2 separate regions of the Gossypium hirsutum genome follow, and region 2 is linked to region 1. The links are chromatin contacts, called in public Hi-C maps. All regions are on one chromosome and are shown on one strand. Each heading gives the region's core, a stretch centred on a gene start, on an enhancer-like site or on the middle of the called end of the contact. The rest is flanking DNA. Distances are from core to core; before and after follow the strand shown. Region 1 holds the start of LOC107937193 (protein TRANSPARENT TESTA 9). Region 2 has its middle 15 kb from the start of LOC107953246.

What was found. Hi-C and Micro-C count contacts between places; a contact is called where the count stands out from the background.
Region 2: a contact with region 1 is called in a Hi-C map of leaf, with 1.7 times the contacts expected there. The contact joins the enhancer-like site here to the promoter of LOC107937193 in region 1. A contact is called at or near these places in 10 of 34 Hi-C or Micro-C datasets (callus, leaf and petal).

The regions. Positions count from the first base shown.
Region 1 is chrA13:109,063,069-109,068,879 of Gossypium_hirsutum_v2.1, forward strand. It overlaps LOC107937193 (protein TRANSPARENT TESTA 9), which reads left to right and starts at 2,767. Exons shown (of 21, transcript XM_041085740.1): 1 at 2,767-3,130; 2 at 3,868-3,919; 3 at 4,009-4,085; 4 at 4,165-4,298; 5 at 4,409-4,505; 6 at 4,646-4,703; 7 at 4,861-4,969; 8 at 5,087-5,210; 9 at 5,294-5,480; 10 at 5,636-5,811. The coding sequence starts at 3,078.
Region 2 is chrA13:109,100,572-109,106,382 of Gossypium_hirsutum_v2.1, forward strand. No RefSeq gene overlaps it. Among protein-coding and RNA genes, the nearest start is that of LOC107953246, 15 kb to the right of the region's middle. Within about 2 kb of position 3,265, at least 3 of the 9 cell types and tissues checked have an H3K27ac peak or open chromatin away from gene starts, as enhancers often do. A contact at or near this core is called in leaf, where this site is marked.

The DNA of each region.
Region 1 (5,811 bases), core at 1,517-4,016:
TATGTTTTGATCATTTAACTTCAAAAAGTTACAAAATGGTCATTGAATTATTCAAAAATTTTGTTAAAGTCATTAGTTTGTTAAAATCGTTGTTGTATAGTCTTTCTGTTCACACCGCTTGCAATGTCATGATTTTGCTAACAAAAATTCAATTTTTTTTTTCAATCTCCAACACTGATCGTTAGACCAATTATTAGATTTGATGCTCTAAGTATAGTATTTTCGTCAATTTGTACTTGTAATTTTTTTGAACAGATTGGTTAATAAAATTATTCATGAATTACATTAATAGTTTATATATTGTCCTCACGTGGTTTTTGCACACAAAGCAAAATGGAAGCAAATGCTAGTCATTGGTTGTATAGTGTTTAACAAATATTAAGCGGTATTACGTTGTCGGATCGTAATATAAAAAGATAACTTATATTTGTAAACAAACTTAAACATGTTCTTAGTCTAATTGTAAATGAGTAAACTTATTGAAAGACTAATATGTCGTCTATCAAATCCAATTGGGGAGATGTTTTGTCTTGGGTATCGAAGCAGATGACTCTTAGAAGATAAAGACATAGATATGACTGACTGGATATCGGATAAGACCCAAGAATAATAAATCCTAAATCCATTTATGGATTTATTCACATGTGACATTCATAGTATGGCATACCTAAATCCTAAGTAGACGACAAATTACTTATTTGTGACTCGTACACTTTGATGTAAGTAAAAACCTAAGTTCAAATAAATAAGAAATCGAAAGCTAGTGCGTTGGGTGTACAACTTCTGCGGTATGTAGCATCATTCACAATGTGGAATTCATAGTTTGAGATGTGAGTAAATGATATCATTTCATTGATATTACATGGTTGATGAAAAGTAAACATGACCACGAGTCATTCATCTTTGTGATGGATAACTCGATTACTATTTTATACTAATTGAATTTTCATGAAGGAATATGTAATTGTTACTATGAGATAACATAGGATCATATTAGGAGAACAGATATTATCCTAAAGAGATCAATGATGTCCTATGAGGGTAACACATTTATGACAAGGTCAAGTACTAAGTAGTTGCTTTCGTAATAGTATGTCGCTAGGGAGAACTCAGTTATGATACTATAGTGAAATGACTTTGTGACTAAATGAGTTTATAATTAATATGCAAAAAGTCTCAATTATAAATTATTTGAGCCCTAATTGCATATGTCCAATCGGTCCTTTTGCTAGCTTATTGAAACCAGAAATAAATTGTGTGTTTGAATCAAAATGAATGGAATAATTAGAAATTGAGAAAGGGGAAATATTCAAGAATAATTATGGTTTTCTCCGAAATAGAAAAATGGAATTATTTGGAAATGAATGTAAGTTTCTTAAAATGGAAATGAAAATAGAAACGAAAATGAGAAATGATACATTTGCAAATGTACATGGATTACTAAAGAATGATCGGAAGAATGAGTTTATATTTTTGAGCTATTTTAAAGCCCAAAAATGAAAATAAATCATTCAGTCATAGTGAACATGTTGAATGGTGAAATATTAAACATATTCTCTTGAAAAATTTACTAGGGGTAAAATCGTCATAATTTTGTTGGGGGTAAAATTGAGATAAGAAAATTATTTAATATAAAATATTAAAATTTATTTTGAGAAATAGAAAAATAGAATCGGGTTGGATCAAATTACAAAGTGTTGGGTTGAAAAGTTCATGAAGTACTTGTAATTGGACCCAATATGAGAGAGGCCCAAAAAACTCTTCATGGATATGAGGGGGCGGCAACCCTAGTAGGAATATTAGGGGATGTCATTCATCCTAATCTTACTCTAAGTAGGAAGTTAGTTTTTCTATTTGAAATAAACCTCTACAATTTAACAAAAGTTCTACTTTTTATTCCTATAAATAGATACCGATAGACCTATTAACACACAACTTTAAGAGATTGTTACTCTGCCGAAAAATAGAGAGAATTTATTCTTTACTATTAAATATATATATTTTTCAGAATAACAATTTTACCGGTTTCAATTAAAGAAGAGAGAATTTTTGTTTTCACAAAAAAAAACTTTTTCTAGTTCTATCTTTTTGATTCAATTAATTCGAGCCCACATCTGAAGCAGTTCGTGGTACAAGAATAGGAGAGAAGATAGTTTGGTTAAATTTTGAAAGACATTGAGGACTCGCTTATCAGAAAACACAGGTACAATTTCGGTCTAGGGTTTATTGCTAAAAATATCACAAACCAAGTTGATTTTCAAAATTTAATTTTTCGCTGTGTAAGAAATTCATTTTCAAACCGGATCTTTTTCAACATCGACTTGGATCTAAGATGAATTTTTTTACTTGTTGATGGGTACTTATTATCGTTCAATTGTCGAATATCACTTAGGGCTCATTAGCCAAATTTAAAAAAGAAAACCTTAACAATCGAGTGACTTAAGTAAAAACTTTTAATAGTTCAGTAATTTAAATAAAAACATTCGAATAGTTAAGTAATCATTTTATAACTTTTTAAATTGAGTATCCAAAATATAAATTTACTAATGGTTTAATAACCTTGAGTAGTTTACCTTTTTCATTATCTCATCACTTGTTCAGCTTTCATTCTTTTGCGGGCTTCAATTGGAAAATTGAGAACCGAAGGATAAACCCAACAAATTATTGGGCCTGGTCCACCCGGTACTTGTTTGACCCGACTCGTAACCCATATCGAATGCTAGCTCCGCCTTCACTTCATCAAAGGCTTTCTCGGCTTTTCTAGCCAAAAGGTTAAAAAAAAATTCATAATAATAATTATTAATCTCAAACCACCTGCATATTTTTAATTTCTATTCCACTTTTGTGCAAGGAATTACACCAAAAAAAGTGTTTGTGTGCGTGTCTTTTTTTAAAATTATTTTTCTTGATTTTCTGACTCAACTTCTCTTCGATCGAGATCCATTGAAGTTTATTTTGATCAAAATTGAGGAAATTGAAGCAAAATTTTATTGGAATTATTAGTGGAGAATAAAATTTGCACAGCGGAGCAAGAATGAATCGTGTTGAGCCAAATTCTCAAGTTTGAGGAGCCAATCATGTGGTTTTCCTTTTGGAGATCCAGAGATCGATTCTCCTTAGACGAACTCAGGTTTTATTTTATTTTATTGTTTTTTTTGTCAATCGTTTGAATTATTCTCTCTCTCTCTCTCTCTCTCTTTTTTTTTGTAATTTTGGGGATTATCTCTGTTCGTCTTCAACAATTTAAGTTCGTATTGTTGATAAATTTGAATTTGAGTTCGGTAATTTCTCGTCAGTGCTGCTGTGAAACTTTAACTGTAGAAATTGATTGTGAAGCTTCGGTTTTTCTCAGTAATATAGACTTGTGTAAGTTCTGTAAATATAAAAAAATTGAATAATTTTTACTTCTCACTGGAACTATTGTGTTTCAAATTGCTTATGCTTTTTATATCAATTTTATAGAAAAAATGCACTCGGTGAAGTTGACTACCAAACAGTGAATTAAATGTGAAATGTTACATGAATATTGAATAGTATGCGCAATGATTCCCCGTGTAGAAGTCAAATTTAATGTTTTTTTATTATTTTAATTTCGTTTATATTGGTAAGATTCATATAGCTTTGATGATACTGAAATGTTGCTTTGGAATTCCTTGAACAAGCATGTAATATTTTTCTGGTTGAATTTTAGCTGTTGGACACCTTAAATCAATAGTTGTTAGAGCTTCGATACTAATGGATATATTCATGTTTCCAAGACAAAAGTTGAAGAGCAGCTTGATTGCTCCGGAAATGTGGGTTGGACTTTTGTATCTTTGAATTTGAAATCGTGCTTTTAGATTAATTGTTGTGTTTCCTGGTGTGCAGATATTTAACGAACCAGTTGCAGAAAGTTCAAATTGTTAATGATGTTAATAAGGTAATAGAATCATACTTCATACTATTGTTATTACTGCAGTTGTCATTTGCCTTGTATCATCTGCCGTCATATTTTTATCCATTATGAAGGATTTCGTTATTGAGGCATTGAGATCTATTGCGGAGTTGTTGACATATGGTGATCAACATGATTCTTCCTTTTTCGAGTAAGGTTTCTTCATGCTTACTACCTATATGATTCATGTTCCTGGTTCAGCACTTTTATGTCGTACATTCTCCCTGCAGGTTTTTCATGGAGAAGCAAGTCATGGGAGAGTTCGTACGTATACTGAATATTAGCAGAACTGTGACAGTTTCTCTTCAGTTACTTCAAACAATAAGCATTTTGATTCAAAACCTAAGAAGAGAACATGCCATATGTAAGTTGGTTGTTGAAAGAAAAAACCAAAATTTGTAGTTCCTTGGTCTTTTGAGTTGATTCTAACACTGTTGGACGATTTTATTGATCTTCCTTGTGAAATTTTTGCAGACTATATGTTCAGTAATGAACATGTTAACTACCTAATAACTTATTCATTTGACTTCCGCAATGAAGAGCTACTTTCTTACTATATATCATTCTTAAGGTTTGTTTTCTTTTCTTTTAGCAGTCCTTATCACTATAGGTGACTTCTATATGTTATTTTTGTTAATTTCTTAACCAATTTAAGTCTTGAAAGCATTTTTTTAACATTGGTATTTCAACTGTCATTCTGGGCTTTTCTAGAGCAATAAGTGGAAAGTTAAACAAGAACACAATTTCTCTGCTTGTAAAGACTCAAGATGTAAGTGTTCCTCTCTTTTATATATGGAATTTGTTTCCCTGTAAAATTTTTTTCTTTATTACTCATTTTTTAGCCCTTGTTAAAAACTGCCGCTTCTCTCTTTTTTCTCTACTTCCAGTTGTTGAATGACTTCTTCTATTTTTCATTTTTTTTCTAGGAAGAAGTTGTTTCCTTCCCGTTGTATGTTGAGGCAATACGGTTTGCTTTTCATGAAGAAAGCATGGTTCGCACAGCAGTGCGTGCTATAACACTGAACGTTTATCATGGTTGGTTTCCATTTTTCTATTTTTGTTCATTGCCCTTTCATTTCCTTTTTATACCATTCTAAATACATTTCTGTTGGTACAAATAAATTTATATTCTGATGCATCTTTTTGGTTCAGTCGGAGATGAATTTGTCAATAAGTTCATTGCCAGTGCCCCTCAATCTGATTATTTTTCAAACTTGGTCTCATTTTTCCGGGATCAGTGCATCAATTTAAGCAAGTTGTTTTCTGAACGTCCAAAGTAAGTGTCTGAGTAATAATCTTATTGTGAAACAACAGAATCCTTTTTATCTCCTAACATGATAGGTTTTATGGCTAAGACAGAAACCCATGCTCGGAGTCTGTTTCTGCGATACTTGCTAAAGTGGATGAAATTGAGGACAATCTCTACTATTTTAGTGATGTTATCTCTGCTGGGATTCCTGTTGTTGGGAGTTTAATAACAGACAACATTTTGCAGCTTTTGATACTTCCATTGCTGTTTCCAGCTCTTCAAATAGATGCTGACAGTGTATGATCTTCATTCTGGATTCTGTAATGAAAAAAGAGGAAAAGGGAAAGAAAAAAAGGACCAAAAACTGGTTGTTGGGCTGGTTATAATTTGAAAGTTGACCCTTGACTTATACTTACGCTGCCTGTTTAATTTTTGTTCCCCTCTTAATGTAGAACTTGAAGATTGGTGCAGTCACTTCTTTGTATCTACTCTGTTGCATCTTACGCATCGTTAAAATCAAGGATCTGGCAAACACCATGGCTGCAGCTCTTTTGTATCCACTAGAGACTTTTGCTGCAAATTCCGAAGTTAAAATCAATGGCTATGTTTCTGGAAATAATTGCACAAA
Region 2 (5,811 bases), core at 2,015-4,514, 38 kb after region 1:
TTTATTATTATTATTATTATTATTGAAAAAATATTTCAAAGTTATCAAAGTCTATTACTAGGGTCACACATATTTTATTTAGGAATAAATTTCTAAAAATAAAAATTTAAAAATTAAATTTTAAATTTGTAAAAAATAATATTTCAAATCAATTTGTCAAAAATAAAATATTTTATTGAAAATGTATCAAATATGAACTTATCGAAGGCTTTACTCTCTTTTTTTAATTTTCATTAGTTCTCTAGGTTTTATTTTTAAAAATTTTAATTAAACCCTTTTTTTGAAATAGTTTAATTAACCCCAAAATTTAATGTCAAGATTTGCCACAATAATATGTTGTTGTCAATTGAGCCTATAGTTAATGGCAAAAGGACTTCCACTGAATAAAGTTATGTTTGACATTAGATCTTGAGTTCAATCGTTGAACACGCCTTGTGCCTCCTCTTATAAAAAAATTAAGTTGCATTATAATTACAATTTATATAAATAAATATATTAGATTGTTTCAAAAACTTACATGCATGAATTTTTTAATTATATTGATAAATTCAATCGTGGATTTAAATAGATTTGTCCCGATAATAGTCTTATGGAGGCCCTTATATTAGGAATCAGATTGCATTTTACCCCGTTTACTCAAAAAATAGGAAAATAAATCCACATGCGTTAAACAAAAGAGCAAGTTGATTATTTTTGTTAAAAAATTCCATCCATTTGTATTGTTAAAAACTGACATGATTGATAGAATAACTAGACAGTGATATATGACATGCTACGTGTACCTTATATAGTTTTACAGCGTGACTAGTTTTTAATAGTGTAAATAGATGGAATTTTTAATAGATGGTTAAGTGTGGCTGACAAAATAACCAGACACTGACATATGACATACCATACTTATCTCATGCTAATATACATGGACTGATTTTTAACAATAAAAATATATAGAATTTTTAACAAAAGAACGAATTTGATCTGTGATTAACATATAGAAATTACTTTATTAATTTTTTTAAGTAAAACAAACAAAATATAATTCGACTCTCATTATTATATTGAGGAGGGAATCAATAAAGCTCTTTTCGTATCCTACATTTGTGCCTTTTTAAACTTTTAACGACTCTCATGAAAACAATAATTTCCTACCAAGTGCTCAATGACAGGAAATAAAGAAAAAAAAAGGATTTTTTTAATAGATTTGAGTGTTTTTTATTGGGTTAAATATTTTTTGAGGCCTGAAGTTAGTAACTATTTTTACACAAGGGTCTAAATTTATTTTTGTTAAAGTTAGCCTTTGATATTTTTTTGAAAATCCTAAAGTCTAAACTTTAATATGAGAATAGTTAATAAGTTCAAGTCCCAAAATGGGAATAATTGCCTAATTCAAGCTCTAATATAGGAGTAATTACCAAGTTTAGAGACTAATTTGGACAAAAAAAATTGAAGTCCTAATTTGAGAGTCGTTGCCAAGGTCAGATCCTAAATAATAATTTAACCTTTTTTTTTACAGTAACTATTCAAAAAGGGGAATATAAGGAGAGGGGCTTACTTAAGCCTCTTGGAACAGGAAAAAGGAATGTGGGAAAACGCCAAAAAGAAAGCACCAAATTTTCCTTGATGATTGAAGCAAAGCAAAACACAGCACAGTGTTGGTGTTTTTTTTTTCTGGGTTTTGATGTTTTGAAATAACGCATGCCCTATCAAGCTGACACAAATAAATAAAACCCCATCACATTTGCTCTTTTTATTTTTATTTTTTTAAGCTTATAAATTGTGTATATATATGTGGATGGCTCACCTTTTCAAGGTTTCCCCGACATGGATTATCCTTGCCACTGCAAAACCCATCACTAACAATTCAACTCTCAAGAGAAAGTACTTAGATTCTGTTTTCACCCTTCTCTCCTTTCTTCCTTTGTTTTCATTTGCTATTTTGCATGAGAATAATGCAAATTTTGATGGTTAAGAATTATGTACTATGTATATGTTTAATTTATGCATTGTATTGCGATTTGATTTGTTCGGTTTTAGTATTATACTTTTTGAATTTTAAAATTTTAGTATCGACCCAAAATATAATAATTAAAGTGCAGTAGAGCCAAGCCAAACTTGAATAGGAGCAAGCTCGAGATAGACTCAAAATTTAAGGCTTAATACTTGGCTTCAACTCTGCTGAACATCAATTTCTAAGCTTGAAGAAAGCTTGAAACTTAATTGAGCCACTCGAGATTTATCTCAATTAAGCTCGATTAATCTTATTTGTTTAATTTCTTTCTATATAATAAGAGTAGAATATAATTTCATAATAAAAAATATATTAAAAAATCAAAACCTCGATAAGGCTCATGAGTAGTTTGAATCGAATATTATGATACTCAAATTCAGCTTGATTAATAACTCAAGCTACTCAATTTCAACTCGGTAATTACCAAATCGAATTTATTTTTTTTTCGATTTGAACTCTTATAGTTTATGAGAATCAATGTCTTATTTACACTCCTAATAACAGTTAAATTCGCTAGGTCAAAATTTTCCATTAGTCCCACACCATGTGTAAGTTATAGATTAAGACACTATACTTTATTTTGATCACTTTTAGTAACTATACTTTTCGAATTTTAAAATCTCAATCCTGACTCAAATGGCCGCCATCAAATTTATTACTAAAATGACATGACCTTTTTTAAATAAGGACTAAGTGAAAACATCAAGTTGATAAATATTACACATGCGATAATATATTTACCGCATATAACTTTAAAAATAATATGATTTAACTTAACAAATTAATCGCTACCAGATAAGTGAAGACTAAATTTTCAAATTTAAAAAAAAATCAAAATGAACTAAATTAAATTACATAAACTAAATCTACAACTCAGAAAAATTGATGCACAAACTTTAGTGATTAATTAATATGAGAATAGAGTGGGGGAGTGAAGGAGTAAGCATAGAGACCCCGCCCTACTATTGTCGTGATTATTAACTTTTTTTGACAATATTATTATAGGTTAGAATTATATCTGTTCTTTTTTATATAATGTTTAGAATTATCTAAAGTTTCTCCCCAATTTATAAATAAGAAGATAATACGTTTCAATACACTTAAACTTATGCTTCCTCTATTAACAACAATACTCATACTAATTGAGCTAATATTTGATCAATAACTTTAGTGATTAATTAATATGAGAATAGAGTGAGGAGTGAAGGAGTAAGCATAGAGACCCCACCCCACTATTGTCGTAATTATTGACTTTGCAAGTTGCAGATAGTATTGTCGGAGAATAGGCTGCTTTTTTTTCACTTTTGTTTATCCCCTTTTTGGTAGGGTTGAAGGAATGTCTCTTTGCTTCCTTCACATTATACTTACTTTTTGGACTTTCTTTTGCCATATTGCTAGCATTTCATTCCACTCTCTTTTAACCTCCCTTTGTATCCCACATCAAATAATAATAAGGGTAGGTTTGGATGAGTATTACATTTAATTACAATTAGTATAAAAATAACGATGGCGATAATATTAAATATTGTAGTAATATTATAGTGTAAGATAAAAAAGTAAGTTAAACGCACTGTACCTTATTGTCCATCTAAACTTACTCTAAATGTATTTTTTGATGTTTGAATTTGTATTTTTATTTCACAGGGTCGAACTCATGTCCTCCAACATTGATAATAATGTCCATGAAAATTGAGGTTCAATTACCGATATATAATAATTTTTAATAATTTAAAAAAAACTCCATCATCATATCAAATAAAAATCTTAGAACTAAAAAGAATTTACTTCCTGTTAAGCAGAATAATGAAGCAATACCAAAATTAATCTACAAGCTATTATAAAGCACTGAAGAAAGACAGTCCATCAGATTGGGTGGATGTAGCCCTAAAAATCAGTTGAGGTTGGTTAAAATATTGCCCACCAAAATCATTTAATTAACCTAAAAGGCTGCAAGCATATTATAGTATACTTATTGGGCAGACAGATCAGGCTTTTTTTTCCTTTTAGAATTAAAGTATGTTTTATGCTGATTTTATGGTTTATAAAAATTAAATTTTTGGAGATTTGTGATTATTTTATTTAATAATGTTATCTCTAATGTTTATTATGTGTTAAATATAATATGTATATAAGGGATGACAAATGAAAGTGAAAAATGGTAAATATAGTGTAGATTCTTGAATTTGGTTTTAATATTCAATTTGGTTCTCAAACCATATGATATCTTATGACTCGATAAATGTTTAATATATGCGCTTTAGTAAAAAAAAACATAGGTACTTAATTGAGACAAAAAAAAAACTTAGATATTAAAGTGGATAGTGAAACCAAACTCAGATACTAAATTGAACATTAAAGTGAAACTCATGTACTTAACTAATATAGAAAAAAAAAAGTATCAAATTGAAAAACTTATATACTAAAATGAACATTGAAATCAAATTTAAATACCAAATAGAATATTAACCGGAAAAATAGGCATATAAATTAACATCCCACCTAGGCTTCTCCATGGGCTGGCCCAAGTCATAAATAGGTTTGGGACTTACCCCAAAATATAGGTAGAATTTCATAAAAGGCCCTTTCCAACTATAGGACATTGTACAGAAGGCCCTGAAATATTTAGCAAAAAAGGGCAATGTTCAAGGCCCAATTCATTTTTAAACAGATTTCACTTTTCTTTTCAAGCCTTTCTTTGAGTGTTTTCTTTTATTTGAGTCCTCTAAAATATTAAGTGGATCTTCAGTAGTTGAATATGTAGATACCTTTCCCCCTCCCTCTAAATTGTTTTCTTCTATTGATTTATGTGGAAATTTTAGCGTTTTTTGGGTTAATATATTTTTTAATCCTTGAACGTAACTATTAGTTTCACCTTGGAACTTGTACTTTCATTTTATCCACTTTGGTACCTGAATTTGGTAATTAGGTTCATCTTTATCCTTGAACATGACAAATATAAAAGTTTGATGATATGACACTTTAAGATTATGCCATGTGATCACCTGATTTTATTTTTTATTTTCAAGTGGTGATGTCTCAATTTTTTTTTTTGTAGAATCAAAGTTCAAGGACCAAAATGGACCTAGTTGTCAAGATAATGTACCAAAACTGACAAAAAATTATAAATAGGTATTAAAATGGATCTAATTACCAAATTCAAAAACTAATTATATATATATTTATTTATATATTGAGTGTTGAAGTTCATAGCATGGTGGAGTAGGTTTGGACCTACCATGGATTTTTTATGGGTCGGATAAGTGAAAAGGCCCAAATTTTGTTTCTCTTAAATTGCATGTTACAATTATTTTATTTTGTTTTTTCACATAATCTCAATTATTATATGAAAAATTACATAATTTTTGGAGTTTTTTAAATTTCACGACTCAGGGTGTAACAAGTATCTTATACATAATAAAAAAATTTAAAAATTAAATATATAAATAAATTAAACACGTCACATTTTTCATCATATTTGTAGAATCTAAAAACTCTATAAATTGTATATAAAATAATACCCCGAATATAGACCATAAAATAGACATAAGAAATAAAACAAAAAATTGATTCAAAAAATAAAATTAAAAAAAAAACTAAATTTCCAAAGGCTAGATTTCACTTGATTTTTTATTGCCATATACTATTTTTTTAATACTATTACACTATGTATCCTACATAAGGTGGGTTTAATTTGATTTGACCAGGTTTTTGATTTTTGATCCATTTATGATAATTTTGGTTCTGTTTGTTCCTCGGTTTAACCAAATCTACAATTTTACACATTGTATAGACTAATAGTATATTTT